Linked DNA regions of Mus musculus: all the other regions are linked to region 1. A link is a contact called in public HiCAR-type, Micro-C and promoter capture Hi-C data. All regions are on one chromosome and are shown on one strand. The core of a region is the stretch at or near the end of the contact, and the rest is flanking DNA. Distances in the headings are between cores, read along the strand shown.

Region 1 (6,739 bases), core at 3,299-5,798:
AGTCTTAAGGATTCCTGGTACAGGCTTTGAGAAAAAGCCTTTGTGAGTAATGGACCCGAGGTATTTTAAAATTATTTCATTTAAGATTTAAATAGATAAACATTTACATAGTACAAGTACCATGAATCATCTACCCACCCTGTTCCTCAATCATTCAGTTCCCCAAATATAGATTAGTGTTTCCCTGTTCCCCCTGCTCTCTTCCTCCTCTCTTTTTCCCTTCACACCTTTCTCTGTACAGAATCTTTTATGTAGCTCAAGATATTCTGGGACTCACACTATAGTCCTGGCTGTTCCCAAACTCATAATAATCCTCTTATCTCAGTCTTTCGTGTACTTTCATTTCAAGCAGCCATCTCCAGTTTTCCATTCTCTTTAAATTTGTTGGTTTTCTTTTCTTTTTTTTTTTATTTAAAGTGTATGATTACATTGCCTACATATGTCTATGCATTGTGTGTATGTAATGCCCACAGAGGCCAGAAGACGGTGGTGGATCCCTTGGAACTAAGGTTACAGATGACTGTGAGCAGTCATGTGGGTGCTGAGAATCAAACCCAGGTCCTCTGGAAGAGCAGCCAATGCTCTTAACCCCTGAGCTATCTCTCCAATTCTTCATTTCTCTTTCTAACACAAATGACTACATATTATCTACAAATTCTGCACTTAAAAAAACCATATTACCACATTATTTACAATAGAAAATAACTAGAATAAATATTTGCCTTAGTTCGCTTTCCATTGCTGTAATAAATAACACAATCCAAAGCAACTTGGGGAAGGAAAAGGTTTATATTACCTCATACTTCCTAGTCACAGTCCTTTACTGAGACCCTCAATAACTCAAGGAATAACCTGGGAGCAGAAATTAAAGCAAAGGCTAGGGAGAAGTTCTGCTTCCTTGCTTGTTCTTTACGGTGTGCTCAGCCTTTCTTAATATAATCCAGGACCACTTTCCCGGGGATTGCATCACCCACAGTGAACTGGACCCTCCCACATCAACCAGCAATCAAGAAAATACCCCATACATATGCCCACAGGCCAATATGATGGAGATAATTGGGAAAATGTGTTATACAGTATAATATATTTGACATCAAACAAACAAAAGATCTGTTGTATTCCACAATAGGAAGAACCACGAGGGCATTGTTAAGTGAAAGGACCTAGTGGATCCTAATTGGCTAAATAAATTACCCAGTGGATCCTCATTGGCTAAGTGAAATGACCTAGTTAATGATAAGGATGGTGCTGCCTCTTAAGCTGGGCAAGGGACAAATGCACTGTTGTGGCAGAGGAACATTGTAAAGACAATAGATTGAGGTCCCAGTCACATGCAGAGAGTGATTTCAGGATATGGGGTGTGGGGATGGGGGGGTGGTTCAGGAAGTTGAAAAAGCAGAAGCACTGGTCAGAGAGATGGGGGTGCACCCATCACAAAGTGGTGGGGACAGGAGGAGAAAGACTCAAAGAACCCAGAGGCCATGTGACCGGAGCACCTTTTGATTGTTGAAATAATTAAGTGTTAAGTCAAGAGAAACATCGAAAGTCACAAAGAGACAGCTGCTAGGTGACTCCATTCACACAGGTACCTGTAGACTAAAAGAGTCACATTCAGGAAGACAATTTGGAGAATGCTGTTTGGGGAGTGTGAGGACAGGGACATGGGTGTTTTGGGTGAGTGTACTTTCAATCATGTTGGGTAATGGAGGTCTGAAGATGTATCATACTTGGTGTTTATGCCTGACAGCATTGTATTGTGTGGTTAGGAACTCCTGGGTGGAAGGATTTTATGTTGTTGCTTTTTTAAAAAATAAAAATAATACTTTTAAAGAGTATTCTCTATCAGTATTTCACTGTTTAAGTGCCACATCATTCATTCATTTACTCCTTAACTGTATCCTTTTGTCTTCAATCTAAATTACAAAAACAAAAACAAACAAATAAACAAACAAAAACAAAAAACAAAAAACAAAACCCATGGATTTTTGTGCTACATACCTGTACTCTCATCTCTTGGGAGGTGGAGGTGAGAGGATTGGGGGTTAAAGGTCATCCTTACTACATAGCAAGTCAGACCCTGGCCTGGGCTACATGAGGCTACATTATCTATCTCAAAACATAGATAAAGAAAAAAGAAAAAAAGAAAGAGAGAGAGAGAGAGAGAGAGAGAGAGAGAGAGAGAGAGAGAGAGAGAGAGAGAAAGAGAAAATCTCTTAAACTGTCTATTTTATGTATATATGTATGGTCTATGTGCATGTATGCCACATGTGTGTAGGTTTCCATGGGACACAGAAGGTGTCAGATCTCCTAGAGCTGGAGTTGGAGGCTGCTGTGAACTTCCTGACTTGAGTATTGTGAACCAAACTCTGCTCCCATGGAAGTGTGGTTTCATAAGCTGGAAGTCATTTCTCCAGCTCCTAAAGTTACTGTTGATTTCTGGGCTGGATTTCCTTGATTATGTAGTCCTGAGTTGTGCTCAACCCTCTTCACAGACTAGTTTGTGTCTGTCTCTAAGCCTTTAAAAAAATCATTTTATTTTATTTTTATTTTATTTTATTTTTTAAGGCTACATATCCATGTGTGCCTATATAAGTGTATATGTACATATGACTTCAGATAGTCATAGAGTTTAGAAGAGGGCATCAAATCCCCCAGATCTGGAGCTACAGGTGGTTGTGAGCTTCCTGATATGGGTCTTTTGCAAGAACATTATGTACCCTTAACTGCCTCTCCCTTATCAGAACTCAATGTAACACTAAGATTACCGCAGCCCCTGAGACTACATGGATCTGTCTTTCCTCTGAAGCCAAGGACAATTTCCTATCATCCTTTACCAGGGACATGACCTACAGATGGACTTCTGTACAGGTGGTATTCAAACATAACACAGTAATAAGACTATTCAATTTAAAACCATTAAAGCACTTAATGCTAGCCTAGCTTCCCCAGACTCTGAATGCTTGCCCATCCATCCTATTCCTCCTCGGGATTTCCCCTTTCACAGCAACTAGGGAGCTAACATTAGATGTAGCAAGGAAGAGTCATGTCCTGGCTTTACCACTAGGGCCAAAGTTTTAGAGAAGTGTTCACCCTCACTGTCTTCAGTTTCAAATACGTTGAACGCATGATCTGATGAGTGTGTTTGGGAAGCATCTCATGGATGGGAATTTATTTTCCATTTCTGTGCCGTTTCCAGGGCACTAAGCATACAGAACGCCACACAGCTAGTATCTGCACACACTCCTTTCACAACTGGCTAGACCTAGAGAGGGCCAGCCTCTAGAAGCACATGTGCTCAACTCAACTACCAGGAAAGCTTTCTTCCTTTGGGAAGGTCTAATGGGTTCAAGATTCTCATCTAACTACCATTGCGAAAATCCTCTGAGCTCTGAAGGCCCAGAGGCTCCACCTGTATCTCTTTTCCCAGAGGTGGGACAGATTCTTCCCAATGCCTGCTGACCAAAAGATACCCAACTGCTGCCAGCCCAAGGCAGTTCCATAAATGTTTGCATGGTAAATGAAGGACATTAAAATCAAAACCAAATCGCCTCCTTCTAAACTTCTTTGCAAAGGTAGATACTATTTAAAGCAGTGCAGCTCCTTCCCATCCAGCAGACAAACTTTAACTCAAAATTCACCACTTTCTTGTCCTTGGCCCTTGCGTGATGACTTACAAAGCTGCCAGGACTCAGGCATTCTTCACACTATGACTTCCTCTTGAACCAACCCCCTGACCCAAAGCTGGTTCATATTGTGGCCTGGCTTTCACCCAGACTTGTCCCCAGCTGGCACCCAGCAGATCACCAACCAGGGTCTTGGTTTACTGGCAGCCCTGCCCTTCCACTCCCTCCCAGGCTGTGCTCCAATCTCAGCCCTTTTTCTTTCAGACTCCACCACAGACTCCTCCTGTGACCCCGCCCACGTACCAATCCCTCTGCAGCGTCGCCCCACCTCTTTGGTTTTGACCCCGCCCCTCATGCACACGCCCCTCTTCCCCCTTCCCTCCCTTAGACTTCGAGCCTCTGCTAGCAAGGGGCCATCCACCCACCCTCACCTCTGAGAGCAGCGGGGCCAGGTGCTCCAGTGGCACCGCGGGTAGGTCCCCGCAGAGCACCGTGCCGCGGAGGCTGTGATTTCCCGGAGGCTCGGACTTAGTGCGCAAGAAAAAGAGCCCCTTGGCGCGAGCTCGGCTGGGCTCTGGTCCTGCGTCTAGACCGGGTGTCACCACCAGGCCCCCGGGCCCGGACTGAACCACCAGCAGTGGCCGCGGATCCGAGGCAGCGTTGTGATCCAGGAAGGCCTGCAGCAGCCTCCCCGCCTCGGCTGTGCCTGCACAGCGCTCCCAGGTGCCCGCGGCCGGACGCAGGCTCCGAGCCACAAAAGTCCCCAGAAGCCGCAGCCTCGGGTCTCCAGGCTCCTCGTCCCCAGACTCCGCCAGCGCTGCCTGCTCCTTGGCGCCGGGCATCGCGTGTTGCCAGCTGCAGCGTCTGTTTCCCTAGCGACGGGGATGCCAGGCCCTCCTGCCTCTGCTCTCCTTATATTGGGCACTGGACTCTAGCTCCGCCCCACTAAGTTAATAAGGTAGGCAGGGGCTGAGAAGGGGCGGGGTCGCGTCGTTGTTGCTGGGAAACTGGTGGAAGCTCTCACATCCAAGCTGGTCTGGTAGACTAGACGTGCTCTGAAGACTACAGGCACAGGCTTGCGTGGGATTCTTTTGTCTAAGGCCAGATTAAAGTCTTCAGACGCCTCCATACACAAAATGAATAGTTCTCTTACTCTGTCCTAAATATATAATTTAAAAAGTTAATCCCAACGCCAAGGATAATACCATGAATGCAATACAATTTTTTTCCCAAGATAACAACTCAAACACTTTCGGAGAATGCTGTTGGATAGAACTTTTTTTTTTTCCTTCAAATTATGAGCTTCCAGCGACACTCGACCTGTTGGTGACACAGGGCTTAATTGTTTCATTTAAATTTGCAATTAAATAAGCATGCGTGTCTAGCAATCACTTCGAATGTCTCCTCTTCAGACATTTATAATAAATTATTGTAAAAAATAATCTCCAGTACCTTGCTTTGCCTGCACCTTCATTTGCCAAAAGGGCAGCTGTGCTGGACAATGGTCTTCCATGCGAGTGGCCCGAGGTCAATTCTTAAATATACTGAAGTGCTTGTAAATATGCAGCGTGCTCCCCTTCTGACCTGGAAAATTATCACTCCTCATAGGTTTGATCCTTCTCCGTGATCAGAATCAATCACTTGGGTCTTTGTATGCGTGTGTGAACGAAGGAATGGATATGTGTGTGTAAAAAGGAAATGGACACTCAGCCAGAGGCCTTCCGGTCTGCAAGAATCTCCTGTCTGCCCCCCCACCCCCACCCCCGATTGTATTACCTCCCAGGGACTGCGGGATTTCTTAGTAAAGTGAATGTTTACATCAGGCTTCAAGGACTATTAACAGAGTAGCACTTATCAAAGGCAGCTTGGCTTAACAAGAACCACCCCCCCAGCCCCGCCCAGGACAACACCAGTGCCTGGAAGCTGAAATGATTTACTGCTCGATAACTGGGACCCAGGGGTTCTGTGATGAAAATGTTTGCATTAGAAAATGGATCTTTGTGTCTATAAAGAGTGTTTTATCATTGCTGCATTAAACAACAAGTGGAGCAATTAAGAAGAAAGGGGCAAAATGAATCTGATAATTGATATTCCCAAAAAGACGTTGGGGGAAAATAGAAATGTCAGAGGATTCTTACATATCTTAATTCCTTCCTTCCTTCCCTCCTTCCTCCCTTGTTTGCCTCCCTCCTTTCCTCTCTTCTTCCCTTCTTCCTATAAGGAGTAGTCATGCCATTTGGGTGGCAGATCTCCATTGTGTTAATCTGCTTATGTTTTATATATAGAGAGAACTCATCTACATTCTATTGGCTCTTCAAATAAAATTTGTGCCCCTCTCACCCTGGCTTTGTTTCCCCTTTATCTTGTTTGTTCTCATACCCCCAACATATATAAAAACTGGATGAATGATGGAACGGGGAGATGTGTTTGTGGATAGAAAAACTTACTTTGCAAGCACAAGGGCCCGAGTTCAACCTCCTTAGTGCCTGTACTAATGCTTTCCATAGCTGTGCACACTTTGGTGGTCAGGAACAGGTGGATCCTAAGAGCTCCCTGGTTAGTTAGCCAGCAGTGAACTTCTTCTGATCCACTGGAGAAATAGGGCAGAGAGCCATAGAGAAAGATTCCATACATCATACCCTGACTGGCATGGGGCATATCTGCACATATAAGCATGTATGTGAACACATGTGCATGTACCCAGAGAGAATGAATGAGTTCCTGAAGATACCTGCCTAAAGCAAACACCACCATCTGTTTTTGTTTCTCTATAACACAACTGTCCATTTTAGATGCTGATTTTTTCAATTCCTTAACATAGACATTTTGCAGTGGGTGAGGGTTCTGAGAAAAGCTTGTCTTGATGGTTGTGGATTAGGATTTTTACTGATGTTGAAGATAAAATAGCTCCCATTAGGAGCTCCATCAATCATTAGAAGGCTTGAGCAGGCTTGGGGTGTTATGTGCACTCTCCAAATTGGCAGGTCAAGGTTGAATGCTGGCAGGAGGTCTTTTTTCTTTATCCATAGCCTCTTTGCTTTTAATTGGTGTGTGTGTGTGTGTGTGTGTGTGTGTGTGTGTGTGTTCCTACGTACACACCTGCTTAGTCTGAACAT
Region 2 (6,291 bases), core at 1,861-4,360, 400 kb after region 1:
TTGCAGAGGACCCAGGTTTAGTTTCTAGCACCCACATGTTAGCCCATAACCATAGGTAACTCCAGTTTCAGGGGATCCAAGATTCGAGGTACTCTTCTGACTTCTGTGGGCAACAAGCTCACATATGTGCATGCAAGCAAAAGCTTCACATATTAAATAAATCTTTTTCTAAAGTTTAAAAGAAAGACAAATGTAGAGAACAAGGAGCCAAATGCCAGGGCTCCTTACTCCATGACAATGTATGGTGATAAAAATTGCTATATTTATGTTTTAAAGTATGATGAAGCAATTATACAAAATGAAAACAAAAACCCAGAAACCAAAATTTAGGTCCTCTATAAATGTAATTGTTTTCAGTGTCTACCTAAAGAAATTGCTAGCATTCTCTTGAGTGCTAACTGGTAAGTTTATTGTAAGTCCCTTCTAAGTTTATAGACTTTCTTGGGGGGGGGGGCATTTGCATACTATCTATAACCAGAGAACTGCTTTAAACCCCCCCCCCCCCCCTCCTCTCCACACACACACAGTTCTTGCAAGAGATTTGGTCTGGTTTCTCCTCTGCGTTTCTGAATTACACTGCTTTTTCTTTCTCATTGTTCTCCGATTTGCATCCACCTTGCTCTTCAGTCAACATCACGATGCCACATGCTGATATGATTGTATTAATCTAAATCACTAGGATTAGCTTATTCTGAATTTGGATTTCCTTACAATATTTTTACCATTTTTTTTTTTACAAGCAATCACATATGACTTGCAGGCCTTGGTAAAAAATTACGTGGCTTTTTTTTTTTTTTTTAAAGCTTGTCAATTCTTTGCAAAGGTTGAAATCTGTCTTTGCAGCGATTGTCCCTCAGTGGGTTACACAACCCCAGCACCAACGTTCCAGATTCTGTAGCATACTCTAAATAAAGCAGACCCGTCCTTAGGCGAGGATGGCCCGGCATTTCCTGTGTTTGGTGAGTGCGGGCTGTTCTGGACCTCCTGTGAACTACAAGAGAAACAGTTAAGGGATTTGTTCAGTCTGCTGAAGGTATTCCTCCCAGAGTGCTAAATCCTACAAAGTAGAAATTTAGACCCAACAACCCCTGCAGGGCAGAACTGGGAGGAAAAGAGGCCAGGCTGATGCTGAGAAAAAACGATGAGTCAAAAACTCAGGGGTCCGAAGGAGTCAGGTGAGCTGATGGTAAACTCAGCAGCACCCCTGGAAAGTGATCAAACAGAGTAGAGAAGCAGGAAAGTCTTCCGCGAACAAGTAAACTAGTCCATTCATAGCCTTCGGGCTTACGGAAGCCCCCTCAGACTGAGCAGTGTAGAAGCCTCAGAATAGAGTGAGTGATTGCTCAGGAACCTTCTCTGAAGTGTAGCCTCAGATCCCCTGAATTGTTCCACACTGAGTCTCCCAAGGCCGTCTTTCTAGCTTCTTAGGCCCTTTACTTGAGCACTTCCCCTTTCTTCCCTGAGCTCCCGAAAGCAAGGGTCTCTGGAGTGAAGAAACTGTGCACTCACTCACAAGGGAGGCATCATTGTGGTTTCCGGAGCAAAAAGTGGGTGGGAGGCGGGGCATCTCTGAGCCATCCGCAGGATGCTGCCCTTTACAACGTTAATTAGGATTTCACTTGTTTATGATAATGACGGTAATCATGATTACTTTCGAGAATTTAGCTCTCTGCGAAGAATACCTTCCGCAGATCTGTGTGGTTGTTTTCTTTGTTGTTGGAGAAGCTTTCCTTCTCCATCCTTTTTGCCCCTTGGCTTGATCGAATGCTCACGCGCCCGCTGCCCACCTTCTCCTATCCCATTTCCTCTCTCACATCTTCCGGGCTTAGAGCAACTAAGCTTAGAAAGTTAGAGAAACATAAGGAAGTCTACTAGGACTTCCTTGTCTACCTTCATCCACCTGGACCATCTGCATCCAGAGAGCAGTGACAGCTCTGGTTGTTGTCTGGCATGTGGAGGATCTGAGACAGATAGCTGCACTCCTGGGGCCACCTGAGGTTCTATTTGATGCTTTATACAGCTGTCTCTTCCGCTTGCTATTTTTCCGTTGCCTGCCAATCCTCCCTCTCCTCTTTCTGCCTCCAGGAGAGATGGGCAGGCTCCTGAGAGCTCCTCAAACCACAAAGGTGATGTGTTTGTGGTGTGAAGAGCTTGCAAGTGGCAAGAACTGCAGGCCAGAAACAGCCATCAGAAGCCCTGTGGACACTCTGCCCAAACCTGCCCCAACAGACACCCACACTCCCCTCCCACTCCAGCACCTAGCTCCCAGGGTCATTCTGACTTGCAAAGTGAAAATTACTTGTGTGGTGGTGGCTCGCTCCAGGAGCCACTGATTCCCAACTGTCAGTGGCTGACATTATTACACATAGCAACTTTTCTACTGCAAATGAAGCTGCAAATGAAATGCTAGTTTCCAGCAGAGTGCCCCCCCCCTCCAACCCCAACTGTGTGGAATTGTTGGCAGGCATGCAAGTTCGCAATGCCAGCCCTCTTCTAATCCCCCCTTGTTTTGCATTGGCCAGGGTTGTGGATGCTAGGGAACCTCCTGGAATTCACCCCTACAGACCAAAGTGACTGAAGCCCCAGCTTCTGCCGCTTCCTCTCACGGTGGTGCATCTATTATGATAATGGACTCCTGAGAGGCTTGAGCTAAACTGAAGCTCAAGTCATCACCTCCTACCCTTCGCCTTGCCTTGTCTAGGACATAACTCAAACCCAGGTGAATTAATATGCAATGAGTTAGAGAAACTTGAAAAGCAGAAGATAGGAAGGGGGTGGTACTTCTTGTGCTCTTACTGATAGGTCAGATTTAAAATTTGGGATCTCAGCTGGGCGTGGTGTCGCACGCAGTTAATCCCAGCGCTTGGGAGGCAGAGGTAGGCGGATTTCTGAGTTCCAGACCAGCCTGGTCTACAGAGTGAGTTCCAGGACAGCCAGGGCTACACAGAGAAACCCTGTCTCGAAAAACAAACAAACAAACTTGGGATCTCTTTAGTTTTCAAGGGGGCGGGGATTTAAAAGAAAGAGAACTAAGACTCCACATGGTGTGGAAAATGCTTTGTGGTCTCTTTCCAAAGCCACATGCCAGCTTTAAAAGAAGTAGCAGTTAGTCTCCTCATGCCTCATAGAATGAAGAATACCAGTGCTAATGGTCCACACAACATAGCCTGTGGTTCCAGGAGCAGGGTGGGCGATGGTGACAGAACCATGTGCTTGATTCTTTGTTTCACAGCTGGTAGAATCTAGGCAGTACAAGCTGGCGTTGTACACAGAAACGGCAGAGGATGTAAGACCTTCACTCAGCTTGGCACTGGCTAACCAGTCTGCCCCATCTTAGGCTTAGAAGCCATCTTATAGCAAAGGCAAACTAGTTTCATTCCTGTTTATGATTAAACTTCTGTTTCTAAAGGATTGGGATATGCTCACATGTAACCTTAGTGACAACTGGTTCTGTACTGCCTGTCCCAGAAACAACACCCATGTCTTTGTTTCAAAAAGTTATAACCACCTTGCAATCCGACTTTTATTTCAAAAGGTTGTTATGACTACTTGTTGTTATGACTACCTGTTGTTATGACTACCTGTTGTAATGACTACCTTATGACCATCTTGCAGTCATATCTTTGTTTCGGGAAATCCTTATGCCTAACTTGTTCTGCTCTTGTTCTTCTGTAACCCTGCTGACTTTGCTCACCAATCCCCTACTTGGAAATCCCCTACCCCAAAGCTATTAAAAAAAAAAAAACTTGTCTTCCTCAGGTCCAAAGATGACCTCTGGAACCCTGCGTTAGTGGGAGGCAACCTATGTATATGAATAAAAAAGCTTCTTTAATCAATTGCTTGCTTGAATCCATTTGGCCATGATGACTGTGATTGGTGGTCTTTCTCTTTGATTCTTTGGGGCTAACATTATGGACTTTACTTTGTGCCCTGCTCATCAATGGCTTCTTTTGTTCTGAGTTATCTTCCAGGAGCTAAAATGTCTCCTATAAACATCAAACAAACCACGGAGTAAAGAGGTCCCCCACATGCCTGCCTACTGTCTCAGAGGTAAAATTCAACTCAGGTTTCCCTGTATACTTGTTTGTTTCTACAATAATAACTTCACGACTAAAGCTGGTAAGAGCTTCATTTGGGTTTTCCATGTAGGAAATTATTTCAAAACCAATCTTATATACCCTCAAGTTACATACACCCTAGAGCCCTTTTCAAGACATGACAGATATTGATATTATCATTTCTATTACCACTTCTCTGACAAGTGGCATTCCTCGGTGACTTTCATAGTCTTTGTCAACTTGACACAAACCCAGACATATGTGGGAGGAGGAATCTCAATTGAGGAATTGCTGCCATCAGATTGGCATGTCTGTGGGGCATTTTCTTAATTGTTAATTGATATAGGAGAGGTCGGTCCACTGAGGGCTGTATCATTCCTGAGCAGGTGGTCCTGCGTTGTGTAGGAAGGCAGGTTGAGCAAGCAATGGGGAGCAAGTCAGTAAGCAGCATTGTTCCGCGGCCTCTCTTTCAGTTCCTGCCCTGACTTTCTGCTTTGGCTTCTCTTGATACTGCCCTATTACCTGTAAGCCAATAAATTTTTTTCCTTGAGTTTTTTTGTTTCGTTTTGTTGTTGTTTTGTGTTTTTGTTTGCTTGGTTGGTTGGTTTTTCAAGACAGGGTTTCTCTGTATAGCCCTGGCTGTCCTGGAATTCACTTTGTAGACCAGGCTGACCTCGAACTCAGAAATCCACCTGCCTCTACCTCCTGAGTGCTGAGATGAAAGGCGTGCGCCACTACAGCCCAGCCCTTGAGTTGTTTTTGGTCAGCATTTTATCACAACAGAAAACAAACAAGAATAGTCACAAAAATCATCTTGTTTTTAAGGTCTTTTAATTCTTTGGAACACAGATCACTATCAGCTTTGTTTAGTTATTATATGTCTGCTTTCTTTGCCTATATGGGTCTAATACTTATATACTTTGTTAGAATACTTTGTTAGAATCAACTCAGTAATATTTATTTATGTGATTATTTTGATAGCATCAAGATGATGGGATAATACCAAATTTTCCACTAAACTCCAAGCCCGCATCGAGTGACTGTTACATAGCAGATGCTCAGTAAATGAAAGAATGAATAAATTAGCACTTTGCTTTTTATCAGACCAAATGGGAAGGCTAGAAAGCCTTCAATTTTACAATTCTTTTAGAATGATAAAACATGTATAATAAAGTGCTCTTGCTTGGGCCTTTGCTTCGTTCTCTACAAAAAGCATTTTGACAATTAGTATCCCATCCTGAGATTTCTAAGGGGAAGGACCTTTAAAAGGTGATTAGGACTCAGCCTAAAGAATGGATAAATCTCTTTAAAGAGGTTGGTAGATCCATGGGTTCATAGATCTTCTCAAGAGTATGTCTATTATAGAAGGGTACTACCTCTGTTCTTTGCATTACAATAGCCTGGCCTGCTGTAGGACTGTGCCACAGGTAGCCTTTAACTTACTTAAGAACTTGTGTCAAAACAAACCTTTCTTGCAGCTTACCTACTCTCTGGTTTTATGTTGTGGGCAACAGAGAACAGACTAAGACAATCTTTTTAAAATGATTTGTTTATTTTTATTTTATGCGTATGGATGCTTTGCTTGCCTGTATATTCCTGCTACAAGAGGCTAGAAGAGGGTAGTGCAGCCCATGGAACTGGAGTTGGAGATGGATGTGAGCTGCCATGTGGGTGCTGAGAATGGAATCCAGGTCCTCTGGAAGAGTAGCCAGTGATCTTACCCACTGAGCAATCTATTCAGGCCTGGGCTGAGACATCCTTTAATCTAGATATTTTTGTAATCATTTGCTAGTTTTCATTATCTAGCATGAAAAGCATGGGAGATCTGGGTTCCAGACTTAGTGCAGCCTCCCTGGGTACTCCATCTACAGCTGCTTTACCACTCAGGCTTAACTATCCCTGCCTCTAACTGTGCTGGTATCAGGGAGCCTCTTATCCCCTTCATGTCTCATTCTCTGAATTTTACAAGAAACTAGTAACTATGTCAGACCAAGGCTGCTCTGACATAATAGAATTTACTCAGATATTGTAACTAGTTTTTTTTTGTTTGTTTGTTTGTTTTGTTTTTTTCCTAAACTCTATGTTCATGGAATGAAGGATGTGGAGACTTTCTTATATCTGAACATCTTTCTGTTACTGAATGTATCTTTCCCTTTCTTTGCTGGTTTGCTGTGGATGATTGGCACCACTGATACCTGGGTGTCTGATACACACATCCAGTCCTGGCTTGTGT
Region 3 (6,939 bases), core at 234-2,733, 440 kb after region 1:
AAAGAAGGTTTGGTGGAAACGTCTCAGACTTTCCTGTAATCTTTCATTGTTTTGGAAATCTTGGGGTGTCTGAGGAGACCTAAGGTGGCCCTGCTGGGAATGAATCATTCCTGATGTCCCTGACACACTTGGCTGTGACTCTGGAGCAGTCAGCCTGGCCTCCATATGCTCAGACCTCAGAGCTCAGCAGTGGGACACCAGCCACTGTTCTTCTAGGAGGACTGTCAAGTACAGTGGTTCTCAGCCTTCCTAATGCTGCTATCCTTTAACACATTTCCTCATGGAGTGCTGACCCAAACCATAAAATTAGAATTTCATTGCTACTTCATAACTGTAATTTTTGACACTGTTGTAAATCGTAATATAAACATCTGATATGCAGGATTTCTGATATTCGACGCCAAAGAGGTTTTGACCCACAGGTTGAGAACCGCTGGCAAAGACCTGACTTATGGTCCTGCACACATGTTAAATGTAAATGATTTTTTTCATTGATGAAAATCTTTTCGCATTTCTTTTCAAGAAAACTTCTTCACAGAATGGTATAGAAGCAACAAAAGAAGGTATAAGAAAATTTGATGGCTTCCAAAATGATTCTTTATTCTGAACCAAAAATAGCACAAAACAGCCTGACCACCTATCACAAAACTTATCAGCATTCACTTTGGTTCTAAAAAAAAAAAAAGGAATCTGCACGTAACTGATAAAATTGCCACTATGAATGGTATTTCAAGGAATATTCTATAGGACCTGAGGCCAACTCCAAGAATCAAGTCTACATATTCTGAGCAGCAGTAACATTATAGGAGTTAAATATATAGCTTTCAGCTTTCCAAGGTGACTTTATTCCCATTGGGAATAGAATTCCAGGAGTAATATTAAGAATTAAACTAAGCTCCAGCTTCCACCATCTCTTCCCTGTGTGTGCACAAGCAGATGGCTATGTGGGAAGATTATTCACTTTGTAGCTGTCGGGGAGAGCCCTTACAAGGCTCTGCACCTCATTTTATATTTGTACTTTTGTATAGCATTTATCAAAAGGGGGTTCAGATGTTATTAACACACCCCTTGGGTTCGTGATACCCTTCCTCTCTCAGAAGTGTGTGGAGTTGTGCGTGCGCACCTCAGTGTGCTGAGCACTTGCTCTGTGCCTCTTCCTGAGCTTGGGCCTGGGTGCATATGTTTCTCCATCTGGGCAAAGCTTTGCTGCACTGGTTGTTTTAAATGTCTTTGGGTTGCTGAATAAAAAGAAGTTAAAGGGTGTGTCTGCAGAGAAAATAAAATAAAATAAAATAAAATAAAATAAAATAAAAAGACCTGTCTAGACAAACCTCTGAAGCAGGGGGTAGGATGGGGGATGGGCAATTCCTCACTTCCTTCCTGGGAACTCAATCTTGGACGTTTCTTGTAGGGAAGTGGGGGTGTTGGGGGGGGGAGCGCTTTCTTCATACCACTAGAGGGCATCAGTGTGCAGACAATGGTGATTCAGACAGGGTGCTGAATTAACTCCAGGGAGTAAGAAAGATGACCCACATTCCTGCGCCCTCTAACTCCCGCCTTGCCATGGCAATACATCCTGCGCAGCCAGGATGCTTCGTTCTGGCTTCAAATCATGCTAGCATTTCCTCCCAGCAGCACAGCTCCCAAAGACACTCTGTCTATTCTTCTTCCAAAGTATTTGCTGTGGAGCCATTGGGCCTATAAATAAATGAAGGTCAGATAAGCTCATTGTCCTGGGGCAACAGACCATGGATACACAAAGACCTTGGGGGGGATACTGAACTGACTTGGTAGTCTTGGACTCAGGCTCTGGGTCTGTCATTGTCTAAGTGATGTTGAGAAAGTCACTTGACCTTCCTGAATTTAGGCATCTTTATTTGTAAAACAGGAGGGAGGATCCTGTAACTTCTATAGGTATGTAAGAGCAGATTTGGCTCTCATCGAACACCCTCATGGCAAGAGTCTAGTTCTTACTGTCGTGATTGTAAGCAAGAGAAAAGAGTGGTTAAGAGCTTTCATTCTAAAGTTCTAAAATCCAAAGAAAGTTTATAAACTCCCAGGAATGGAATTCCAAATGAAGGTCCTATTTAGTTTTTAGCACATCGCATAAGGAGCTTTGAAGTCATTTCTCCCTCACATACCAGGAGAAAAAGCTGACCAAACTAAAAACCAACAGCTCTTCCCAGATCATCAGAAAGTTGCTGTCTCCCAGGTGAAGAGACCAATAGGCAGATGCAGTGAGCAGTCTTTACTGGGGCAAAGCAGTGAGAATTAGTACGCCTTCTACACAGTATACCTTGTCTGGCTTACAATAAAAAAAATGACAAGATTAAGGGCCTAGAGGCATAGCTCAGGGGTAGGACACTTACCTAGTATGTAAAATGTCCTGAATTTAATCCATAGTATTTCAGTTGGAAAAAGAAAATTCAAGACTTACTGAAAAATAAAAACACCATGTAAAGAGAAAAGGCAGGCCCCAGAATCAAATATGGCAGAGATGCTGGAATTAGACTGGGGATTTGAAACAACCGTGATTAACATGCTAAGGGCTCTAATGAAGAAGCAGACGATGTGAAAGAACAGATGGGTCATAAGAGAGAGAGAGAGAGAGAGATGGAAATTCCAGAAAAATCAAAAGTAAAACCGGAACCAAAAAGCATAATAATAGTCCTTAGGAACTTAGAAGAGGAGAAAAGAATGAATGAACTTGGAGAAATGTCACTCAACACTTCCACAAGTTAAACACTAAAGGAAATAAAGAGTGAAGAGAAATAGAATAGCTAAGCTCCATGGGAAGATGGTAAGGATGTCTCATGGGTGCAGTGGGAAAATCAAGCCTCATTAAGAACTTCCATACCACCTGGCTGCTGACTGCTGCTCAGCCATTCTGCTCATGCTGAACATAACACTCTAGTGTGCAAAGCTCAGCCATAGGATGGATAAAGGACCATTGCCTATCCATCAATGAACTGTTACAAATGATTTCCACTTGAGAAAAATGAAAGACTTTATAAGGGCCAGGAGAGACTCTGAGGAATAATGGGGCTTACCTGAGAGACGTCACTTACATGGATTTGAAAGCACCTGTACCATCTCACGTTCTCTGACAGTGGACTTCATCCCCAAACCAAATCCAATCTGTGGCCAGTGACCTCAGAGCTATTTCTTCACCATATCATTTCTAGTGGGACTTGATTTTAAGCAAGAAACACAGCGGACAGGTTTGGAGTAGCTCCTCAAGAGGTTCCCCTGTCTGTCCAAAGAAACTGTCCAGAGGTGTCCACCTTCTGCTTCTTTCCCTCTTGCTGGTTCTTCACTTCAATCGTTTTTATTATAAATGTCCAAAGTACTATTCAGAGCTTGCCATGTGTCCATCCTCAGCCTTAACCCTCATCCTCTTGCATTCACATCCTTCTCATAAATCTCCAGCAGGAGCTTTCTTCAGCGTGACTTTCAGGGTCAGTCTTAACCTCATGGAATGGCCCACCTTATCCCTCTGCCCCTCTTGTTTTCATACCAGGAGCCAGGTCCCTGCAACACTGAGTTGTTTGTATTTCCTCTTGCTCTGGCTTTACATATTCTTCTCTATGATGGTGTCCAGTTTTTAGACAAAGAATCAACACAGTGCCCACCTTCACCACTGCCAGGACATCTTTCTTAGAAACCTGTACAGGTTGGTGTGTCTTCAATACTTTCCCCATTACACATTCCCTGGACATTCCCCTGCCTATCTCCTTCTGGGACCACAGAGCTTCCTCTGATTGGTTTCAGATGCCTAGAAAGCAGGACAAAGATTCTCCCTAGAATACTCTGAGCAATACTGTCCTGCCATCCAGGACAGATATGGAGCAGGCTTGGTTATGTGGACGGAAGTACAGTCACCGACCTCATAGCCACAGGTTCAGCATCTGTAAAATCAACCAACTGTGTGATAAAAATACTTGAAGAAAAATTGTGTTTGCATTGAATGTGAACCAATCTTTTGTTTTTGTCATGATTCTCTAAATACCACCTGAGTCTTCTATATAGCAACTCCACTTTATTATGTACCGTGAGTAATCCAGACAGAATTTTAAGTATACAGGAGCACATATGTAGGTTTCTGAGAATATTACAGTCTCTTATATTTTGGTATTTTTGGGAAGATCCAGGTGGCAGTCTCCACTGAAAACAAATAAAGGAGTAAATAAATGAGTTGACAAAGTGGGAAATCTCAAAAAGTAAGTTGTGAGCTACACAGAGATTTGCACTAAATATGTAAGACCCATAAAGCTCAAAACAAACAAGACCCCCAGCATGGAGCAGGGTGTGAGCCTGAAGGCCCAACCCCTAGCTCAGGAGATATTGGTAAATGATAGCCACCAGGAGAAGAATTAGTTCTCTTTAAAAGTGTGAACTCTGGCAGGTCTAACAAATTCCACTGATGGCCACACACCGAAGTATATACATAGTACTAGCTGGACTAAACGGAGTTCTTAAAAAATAAGGACATAAGTTGGTAGGGTATGGAGTAGGAGGATCTGAGATGAGGTGAAGAGAAGGGGACTATTACTGAATTATAATGTATGAAATTCTCAAAGAGTTAGTAAAAATATATAAAACATAAGTGTTGAAAAGAAAGTGCACATAGACCCTGACTGAAGAGAAGGTCACAGAATGAAGTCAGACAGCACAAGCCACACTTTGTTTTGAATGTGCAAATTAGATTTGTGTTTCAATTCTGATTCTGATAATTAAGGAGATATGTTTCAAGAAATTGTTTCTAAAAGGCATTTTAAAAGAAAATTAGTGATGAAAATCAGTAAGACTAAAAGATGGCATGCCCCTCAAAATGCTAAATACTTTTTATCAAAAATCCAAAAGCAAATCAAATATAAAAGATATACAAGCATGGAAAGATAACAGAAGAAAGATCAAACATAATGTTCCTATCAGTAGCACAAACATACCATGCTTCCTGGGGAAAAGGCAGATTAGGTCAAACCATAAACATATGTGTGTCCTATCTGATATTTATAGACATAACACAAAAGTATCTAAGGAGATTAAGCTAAAAGTAGAGGCAAAGATGCAGCTGAAGTGTTCAGAAGAAAACTATAAAATATAGAGATTATATTAAGAGAACACAATGTATAAATTCAAAGTTAAAGGCATCATATGAGCCAAAAGTCTGTTTCTTCAACACAGGCTAATGCCAAGGCCATGTTAATTGCTCTTCAAAACCTAATAGTAAGGCCTGAAGACAATATTTACTTGTTTCCTCAAATTCAGAGAGATTAAACTGGTGCCTCATAAGAAGCTTCACCCCCTATTAAATAGTGTTCATGGCACTTGAAGACATTCTACACACTCCTGGAGGAGAAAGACAACAATTAATCTCCCCAGATACACCCTGTGTCCTGCAACAGTGACATGCCTGTAAAATAGGACAGTACAATAGTGCTACAAATGTTACAGGAGAAACCAACTACTTCCTGATAGAATTTTAGCTCACTGAAGGAGATAGAATCTATATCAGTCATTGTTAAAGTGGCCAAGAACCTAAGACTAAATAGGCCATGGCTCTAGAGGCCCAACACTTTTATTCTGTTGAAGGAATCCAGCAATAAAATGACTGAAAATGACATATTACTTATAGTGGGACTTTCCTGGACCCACCAGCAGTATGAATAATGACACAGAGGCTTTTTTCCCCATTTTTTATTAGGTATTTAGCTCATTTACATTTCCAATGCTATACCAAAAGTCCCCCATACCCCTCCTACTCCCCTACCCACCCACTCCCCCTTTTGGCCCTGGCATTCCCCTGTACTGGGGCATATAAAGTTTGCAAGTCCAATGGGCCTCTCTTTGCAGTGATGGCCGACTAGGCCATCTTCTGATACATATGCAGCTAGAGACACGAGCTCCGGGGTACTGCTTCGTTCATATTGTTGTTCCACCTATAGGGTTGCAGTTCCCTTTAGTTCCTTGGGTGCTTTCTCTAGCTCCTCCATTGGGGGCCCTGTGGTCCATTCAATAGCTGACTGTGAGCATCCACTTCTGTGTTTGCTAGGCCCTGGCATAGTCTCACAAGAGACAGCTATATCTGGGTCCTTTCAGCAATATCTTGCTAGTGTATACAATGGTGTCAGCGTTTGGAAGCTGATCATGGGATGGATCTCTGGATATGGCAATCACTAGATGACACAGAGGCTTTTTAATATTTTAAAGTTTAGGCCTTTTGGCGAGGGCTGTCTCCCAGCCAGCTATCTAGCTTAACCTGACTAATCCTGGCATGATGTCCTGCCACATGGCTAGCTCTATCTCTCTGCTCTGCTCTGGTCTAACTATTCACTTCCATGTCTGCTGGCAAGTCTTTTGCATCTCATTTCTTTTTCTTCTTCTTCTTCTTCTTCTTCTTCTTCTTCTTCTTCTTCTTCTTCTTCTTCTTCTTCTTCTTCTTCTTCTTCTTCTTCTTCTTTCTTTTGCATCTCATTTCTTCTTCTTCTTCTTCTTCTTCTTCTTCTTCTTCTTCTTCTTCTTCTTCTTCTTCTTCTTCTTCTTCTTCTTCTTTCTTTTGCATCTCATTTCTTCTTCTTCTTCTTCTTCTTCTTCTTCTTCTTTCTTTTGCATCTCATTTCTTCTTCTTCTTCTTCTTCTTCTTCTTCTTCTTCTTCTTCTTCTTCTTTCTTTTGCATCTCATTTCTTCTTCTTCTTCTTCTTCTTCTTCTTCTTCTTCTTCTTCTTCTTCTTCTTCTTCCTCTTCTTCTCCTCCTCCTCCTTCTCCCCCTCTTCCTCCTTCCTCCTCCTCCTCCTTCTTCTCCTCCCCCTCTTCCTCCTTCCTCCTCCTCCTCCTCTTCTGCTTCTTCCTTTTCTTCCTTTCCTTCCTCTTCTTCCTCCTCTTCTTCTCCTTCTTCCTTCCTCCTGCCCCCTCTCACCCCCGCCATTCACTTCCTG
Region 4 (7,149 bases), core at 2,917-5,416, 360 kb before region 1:
GAGCATAAATGCCATGAAAGTCTCTAAAGGAGTGGGGTTATGCACATTGCAATATGTCCCGTACTGCTAGACGAACACCTCCAGGTTGAAACTCACCAGAAGAGTGACTGTTGCTTCATTGAGGAACCAGCTGTTGGTTAATGGGCTTCCATGGTAAGCTCTTTCTTTACTTGCGTTGTGTTCTTTCTGTCTTTTTAGCATCCTACTGCATCTGAGATTGCTATTTTGTTGTTCCAGCTTGTGGGGATTTTCAGAGGCTTTGGAGCTCTGGTTCATTTGTGCTTGTTTGTTGGAACATGCTTGTGCCGCACAGTCTGGCTGGCCTGAAGCTCTCCAAGTCCTTCTGTGGCCTCAACATTCGGAGCACTGGGGGTTCTTAAAAATATCAAGCCCTGGTCTCCCCTCTAAGAAAGGGCTTAGGGTTTTAACCACAGATACCTCTCCAAACCAACCATGACAACACATTCTATAGGTAGGGCTTGGCTCGGGAGGCTGAGGCAGGAGGATGACGATGAGTTCTAGGCCAAAGTGAGTAAAATTTTATTTTATAAGACAAACAATCAAACAAAGAAGTGGTGGCATCACTAGTTAAGGGTCTTTGAATTATTGCAGGCATGATTTTGGCTAATTTTTTTTTTAATGTATGTGCATGAGTGTTTTGCCTGCATATGTGTTTATGCACCATATGCATGTCTGATGCCCTTAGGGGTCAGAAGAGAGCAGTGGAGCCTCTGGAATTCCTTTTCGAGCCACCATGTGGTTGCTGTGAATTGAGCTGGGTCCTCAGGAAGAGCATGGAATTCTCTTAACCACTGAGCCAGCCAACTCTCCAGCCCCTCAGGGGTATGGCTTTGAATAGAAGAGTAGATACCACCGTACTTGTCTTTGGTTTCCGTGACATAAGTAGTGCCTTTATTACCTATACACTTCTGCCATGAAGTGCTAACTTGCCTCAGGATCTGAAGCTAAAAGGACAAACCATGATGGACCAAAATCAACCCAAACTGCAAACCAACTATTTCTTGGGTATTTATTACATTTGCTGAAAACTCACTAATATTGCAAATAATCACACCTATTTGTCTTTTGAAGATCAAGGTGAGGTTTGTTTTTTTTTTTTAAATGTGTTTTATGTATACATATGTGTACATGTCTGTTTATGCATACCATTAAGGGTGGCTTCAGAGTACAGAGCATCAGATCTCCAAGTGAGTCACTCAAGATTGGTGCGAGGATACAAACTCTGGTATTCTGCAAGAGCAGTATGTGTTCTTGACCACTGAGCCATCTCTCCGGCTCTCATGGATGAAGCTTTAAAATCATGAATTGTGGTTTTGTTCCCCAGATCAGTAACAACAGAACTGCGTTAAAACAGTTGTTTAAAAGATCCAGTTGCCGGCATTGCCTCTGAGATACTCTAATTTGGGGAGAGGCATAAATAATATGGCTTTTACATGCTCCCACTCTGTGCTGCGTGGCCAGAATGTAGTTAGAACAAGGTTCTGTACTTCTTCTGTACTTTTTGTTCAAGCACGTCAGTCAGTTAACTATTTTAAAGCTAATCTAGTAATTATCCTGTCCTCTGTGCTTATATATCTATGAAATATGCAAGAAAGCAAAAGGACAAGGTAAGAATGAAAAACACATATTTATTAAATAAAGTTCTTGTTAAAATATAACAGACACTGGATTTGAGCAAATGCTGTTTTGCTATTCTGGAATATGGACACTGTTAAGGCCTCCTTCTAAGTTTAGTTTATTTTTGGTGGTTTTAACCATTGTCAAAGTAAAACACCAAAAAAAAAAAAAAAAAAAAAAACCACTTCACAAAAACTGCAAATGGATAAGTTACATTATTAGCTACATATTTATATTTTAATATCATTTGTTACTATTAACTTCCATAGTCCCTCATATAAGTCAGTAGCTCTTGCAAACGAATTATGCAGTTTTCAAGTTTTAATAATTTTAACCAATAGTCTCACAATGAAAGCATTAAGATGTTTCATATGGAACCTTATATATGTTGATTCTTGCCTATTCAGACCCAAATAGGACCCATTTTCCATTAGGTTTAATAACATTTCATAAAGAACTTCATAGTTTGTATAAGTGCAAACTACAAAAAAGTTTTTTTCATGCTCTAGCACTACACACAAACACCATAATATGCACACATATAATCTTCACATATACCTTACATAGATTATCTGTATGTATAATCTGTATGTATAATTTACATATATATGTAAGCATCACATACATATTTTGCTGGCCTCTTGGTCATATCTGATTGAGTTAGCATTGCTCTTGATTCTACTATATTACACATACAGTATTTGATTACAAATTATGATTAAGAATTTGATTATGAATGTACTCTGGGGTCTGGGGATAGAGCTCCGTTGGTATAGAGTGCTTGATTAGCATGCACTAAATCCTAGGCGCCAAGCTGGCAAGAAGACTCAGTGGTCGACAAAGCTTCAGTTTAATCCTGGAACCTACATGGTGGGAAGACAGAACTGATTTCTAAAGTTGCCTTCTGACCTCCATACACACAGGCCTTGGCACAGGTACACATAATACATATGTGTACACACACGCACATGTATTCTGCCTTGCACCCTCAGTACTCTTACGTGGGAACTATTTGCTGCTGTGGTCCAGAGCTCAGAGCTCAGAGCTCTTTACTTTTTTTTCTTATTGTCTCCAGGCTTAGATGTTTGTTATTTCCTCAGCCTGGAAAACTTGCCCTGTACACTAGGTTTGCTCCTTAACTTCTAGTCTCAATTCAAGGTTGTTTTATCTGTTCGTCCTCCCTCATGGTACATAAACTGTAATACAACTCTAATACCACCTGTCTTACCTCATTAATTTTTTCCTACTTTTCATGACCCAGCATGCTTATTACCTGTGCATTTATTTACCTATTGCTCAGCTTTCTTCACAAAATAGTATTTTAAGGGCCAGAGCATTGCATGTGTAGTTCACTGCTATATCCTTATCGAATGGAATAGTATCCGGCTCCGACAAGGCAGCTGGTAAATATTTATGAAGTAAATGAAAATAGATGGCACTTTTCTATTATCTCCTCCGCTAAGTTAGATGTCTTCCTATTTTTAAAATGTGTTTTGCTTGTTCCGTCTGTTCAAAGAGTGTCATGCTTCTCCTCAATTGCCAGCTTAATTTTTAAAAAGTAGCTAAAGGGACAGTTCTAACTAGAACTGTCAGCTTGAATTTTGTGGATTCCAAGATTGCCTCTATTCTCTCCCTGAATTTCAGAAGGAAATGTGTGTATAGCCATGTCTCCATATTTCCCGTGGGAAAAGCCTCAGCTTCAGTCAGATTCTCAGAGGCTCATTGCACAACTCCAGGGTTTGAGTTACTCTGCTCTCCCTTGAATGTTGTTCAACTAAAGCCCAACACGCTTTACAGGAACCTTATTAGGGTCCCGACCAAACCACCTGATCTTGGAAGTGAAGTTCCTCAGAATTGAAAATAACCCACGAGGCGAGTCTCTAGCTAAATGTCTCTGCTCAATCAGCCAAGCTCTCCTGTGATAGACACTTCCGCCTCTGCCAGACTCGTAACCTGTCAACTACGTTTGTCTCTTGACGTCTGTCTGACTCACCGATTGCTTTAACCGGGATTGTGAAAGGTTTTCTAAGGAACTGCGAGCCTTTCGGCGCCAAGGACTTACTTTGAGTACTCGCTGAGTTCCTTTCCTACTGATCAGTTTTTCAGGCGTGTGCACATACCATGCTCCCCTCGCCCCTGCCGTGTTTCTTCGGAGATGTCCACCCTTCTAACCATGGTCTAGGGGGAGGACGCATCTCTATTCCAAAGCTGTCCTGTCTGTCAGCTACTCATGACTGAATACCTGGATTTGGACAGGAGGCTTCTGTCAACTGGGCTTAGTGATAAGAGGTGACTGCTGTGGCCCAGCGCAGGACGGTCTGAAAATGGGCGAAAAGGCTGTAGGCTCAGCCTGGGTTAGAAAACCCGATCTCGAGGAATGAATGCTGGTGGGAACCCGGAGCTCCCTGCTCCCTGCGAGGGGAGGGGTCAGACTCGGGTCGTGAACTGGGACACTTCTTGGGGAGCCAATAGGAAAGCCGGTCTCAGGTAGTCCCTCACTCGCCCCGCCCCGCCCCGCCCCTCGCTCCGCCCCGGCGCCGCGCGTCGCCAGGGCCGCGGATGCGCGCAGCCGTCCAGCTTCCGGAAGTGCCTCGGTGAGGGTGGTTAGGGCCGAGGTAAGCGCGTAGTTTGGGCGGATCGGAGGGCTAGCCGAGTCCTGGGGTCAAACCTGAAGTCGCTTCAGCTCGCGCACTGTCAGGAGCGAGCTGGGGCGGGGACAGCGGTCTCAGCCCCGTGCCTGTCGCGCTCGCGGACGGCAGGCGCGTGCGGGGGAGGGGACTCGGGGCGGAACGGAAAGTGGACTCTTCCGGGTTGCTCGTCCCAGGAGAGGGATCGGGTCTGTCCGGACTCCGGTTGGACACTGCCAGGTGGCTAACCGCTAGTTACTGGCCCTCAGTGATAACCCCAGCTACCCCTTGCAAACCCCCAGAAGGCTGCCCTAGCTCTTCCTGGGCTTGAAACGTTGCTGCTTGGAAGCCCTGGAGGATCCAGAGCTGTTAACTTTGTTTTTTGTTTTTGTTTTTGTTTTAAAGATTTATTTATTATTATATGTAAGTACACTGTAGCTGTCTTCAGACACCCTAGAAGAGGGGGTCAAGTCTCATTACGGATGGTTGTGAGCCACCATGTGGTTGCTGGGATTTGAGCCATCTCTCCAGCCCACTTTTAATACTTACTTTACAGGGCTGTCAGGAGGGTCATCAATGGCACAAGCAAAGCCTACAGTGGTCTGATAAACAAAGGGCCACCTACATGTGCAACCCTGTGTGCAACCTACGTGTGCATAGAAAAATTGCATTTCACTTCGATTTCTTAAAGCGTCGGTAATACAAATATAACTGATAAATCACGAGTTTCTTCTGTGAGGAGTGAGAGGTAGAGTCTCATCCGGACACAAATCCATACGTCTCTCTATAAGGTAATTTAATTTTGAGTAAATGGACGCCTTGTCACAGATGCCTGGGTGGTAGCCACCAGTTGGCCTCTACTGCATGAAGTAGTAGTATTAATATACAATTTAAATGTGTAAGATTTAGTTTCCCAGAATAGCGCTTCTTGAATAGTCTCCAGATTTGTGTTAGGAACTAATTCTGATCAATCTGACAGGTAGAAATTTTACTGACTGAAATTTTATTATTTTTGTAAAACTCAGGAAATCATTTAGTTAGTGAAGGGGTTTTGTGTATTTCATTTCTAAAAACAGAGCCTTCTTTGAAAGTTGTCCTCCTAAGCCAGTGATTCTCAACCTTCCTAATGCTGAGACTCTTTAATGCAGTTCTTTTCATGGTGGTGACTCCCAACCATAAAATATTTTTTGTTGCTACTTCATAACTGTAATTTTGCTATTGTTACAGATTATAATTTGAATATCTGTGTTTTCCCATGATCCTAGGTAACCCCCCATGAAAGGATCTCAACTCATAGGTTTTGAGCTGCTGTTCTAAGCTCATAACATTTGGTCAACTGTGATTTCAGGATCATTTTGTGTGAAAATATATTGTAATTTCCATTGCGATGTCTTTGACCACTGATTACTAATTTCTACAAGTTGGGATTTCAAGATCCCTTATTGGTGTTGATTTCTCATTTAATTACATTCTGTCCTGGCTAGTTTATGTCAGATTGAGTCATCTGAATGGAGAGAACCTTAGTTGAGAAAATGCCTCCTTAAGATCTGGCTGTAGGGTATATCCTTAATTAGTGATTGATGGGGAAGGGCCCATGGGTTGTGAGTGATAGCATCCTGGGCTGGTGGTCTTGAGAGTTCTCTAAGAAAGCAGGCTGGGAGGAGGAAGCTAGCAAGCAGCACTCCTTCAGGGCCACTGCATCAGCTCCTGCCTCCAGGATCCTGCCCTGGTTGAGTTCCTTCCTGTCCTGACTTCCTTCAGTGATGGACTATGATCTAGAAGTGTAACCTGAATAAACCCTTTCCTCCCAACTTGCTTTTTGGTTGTGATGTCTCATCATCATAATAGTAATAGTAACTCTAATTAGGATATCGTGGTTACAGAATACATACTTGAAGTTTCCAATTGTATGAAATGTGTGTACATGGTTTGTTTTCCTGAATATTTCTTATGGACTTCATTAAGCATACTAGAGCTGTGGGGTTTAGCTTTGGTGGGTACTAGAAGTCAGGACAGCACCTCACTCCTTTAATATCAGCATTGGGGAGGCTGATGCATGCAGTGTGATTGTCTTGAATTCCAGGCTAGACTCTGCTCCAGAGACAGACCCTATCTCAAAACAGCGACAGCCCCAAACACCTATCCTCAAACACATACCAAATAATCAACAAAAAAATTGATACTAGGTGTGTCTACACTTCTATTTCTTGATGTTCTGACCCATCTATTTTAATGACATGCCATCTTTTTTGTTTGTTTGTTTGTTTGTTTGTTTGTTTGTTTTGGTTAGTACTATTGTAGCTACACTATTTATTATTGATGAGCCAACACATTTCTCAAAATGAAATGACAACCCCCTCCTTTGTCTTTGTGTTGGCTAGTTTTATGTCAAGTTGGCACAAGCTATCGTCAACTGAAGGGACCTCAATTGAGAAATTGTCTCCATTAAGATAGGGCTATAGGCAAACCTATAGGGCATTTTCTTAATTAGTAATGAGGGAGGGCCCAGCCCGTTGTGAGGAGTGCAACCCCTAGTGGTACTGGGTTCTTTAAGAAAGCAGGCTGAACAAGCCAGTAAGTAAGGTCTCCATGGTCTCTTCCTGCCTCCCCGGTTCTTTGCCTTTTTTGGGTTCTTATCTTAACCACTTTGGATGCTTAACTGTTAGGTGAAAAGTGTTCCTGAAACCCTTTCCCCCACAAGTTGCTTTTGTTCACAGTATTTCCTCACAGCAGGAGAAACTAACAGATCTTCCAGTCAGCTTGATCACATATACTAATGTAGTCATACCGGTTTTCATATGCTTATGCCACATTCTGTTTTCATATACTATGCCAGCTCCTTGTAGTAGCAATCAAAATTAGGCTCAACATCTGTGGTTTATTC

What was found. Promoter capture Hi-C pulls out the DNA fragments that hold promoters and counts their contacts. Hi-C and Micro-C count contacts between places; a contact is called where the count stands out from the background. HiCAR-type assays count read pairs that join an accessible place to other places.
Region 2: a contact with region 1 is called in a HiCAR-type map of astrocytes, with 2.6 times the contacts expected there. The contact joins the enhancer-like site here to the promoter of Dnah9 in region 1. A contact is called at or near these places in 4 of 39 promoter capture datasets (embryonic stem cells, pre-B cells, second pharyngeal arch cranial neural crest and 1 more), 1 of 115 datasets of contacts at active chromatin or transcription factors (astrocytes) and 2 of 9 other capture datasets (embryonic stem cells and liver).
Region 3: a promoter capture Hi-C map of hippocampal neurons shows a contact between it and region 1, with 3 times the contacts expected there. The contact joins the enhancer-like site here to the promoter of Dnah9 in region 1. A contact is called at or near these places in 4 of 39 promoter capture datasets (embryonic stem cells, frontonasal cranial neural crest, hippocampal neurons and 1 more) and 2 of 115 datasets of contacts at active chromatin or transcription factors (astrocytes and embryonic stem cells).
Region 4: a contact with region 1 is called in a Micro-C map of embryonic stem cells, with 2.7 times the contacts expected there. The contact joins the promoter of Zkscan6 here to the promoter of Dnah9 in region 1. A contact is called at or near these places in 5 of 39 promoter capture datasets (embryonic stem cells, frontonasal cranial neural crest, hippocampal neurons and 2 more), 2 of 484 Hi-C or Micro-C datasets (both in embryonic stem cells) and 2 of 115 datasets of contacts at active chromatin or transcription factors (bone marrow-derived macrophages and embryonic stem cells).

What each region holds. Positions count from the first base shown.
Region 1 is chr11:66,164,003-66,170,741 of GRCm38.p6, forward strand. Dnah9 (dynein, axonemal, heavy chain 9) reads right to left here and starts at 4,549. Exons shown (of 69, transcript NM_001099633.1): 1 at 4,055-4,549. The coding sequence starts at 4,465. Gm12296 (predicted gene 12296) reads left to right here and starts at 4,033. Exons shown (of 3, transcript NR_153847.1): 1 at 4,033-4,581.
Region 2 is chr11:66,566,066-66,572,356 of GRCm38.p6, forward strand. No RefSeq gene overlaps it. Among named protein-coding and RNA genes, the nearest start is that of Gm40028, 22 kb to the left of the region's middle. Within about 2 kb of position 3,111, at least 14 of the 459 cell types and tissues checked have an H3K27ac peak or open chromatin away from gene starts, as enhancers often do. A contact at or near this core is called in astrocytes and stem cell-derived epiblast-like cells, where this site is marked.
Region 3 is chr11:66,611,853-66,618,791 of GRCm38.p6, forward strand. No RefSeq gene overlaps it. Among named protein-coding and RNA genes, the nearest start is that of Gm40028, 68 kb to the left of the region's middle. Within about 2 kb of position 1,484, at least 5 of the 459 cell types and tissues checked have an H3K27ac peak or open chromatin away from gene starts, as enhancers often do. A contact at or near this core is called in hippocampal neurons, where this site is marked.
Region 4 is chr11:65,803,009-65,810,157 of GRCm38.p6, forward strand. Zkscan6 (zinc finger with KRAB and SCAN domains 6) reads left to right here and starts at 4,167. Exons shown (of 7, transcript NM_001302374.1): 1 at 4,167-4,253.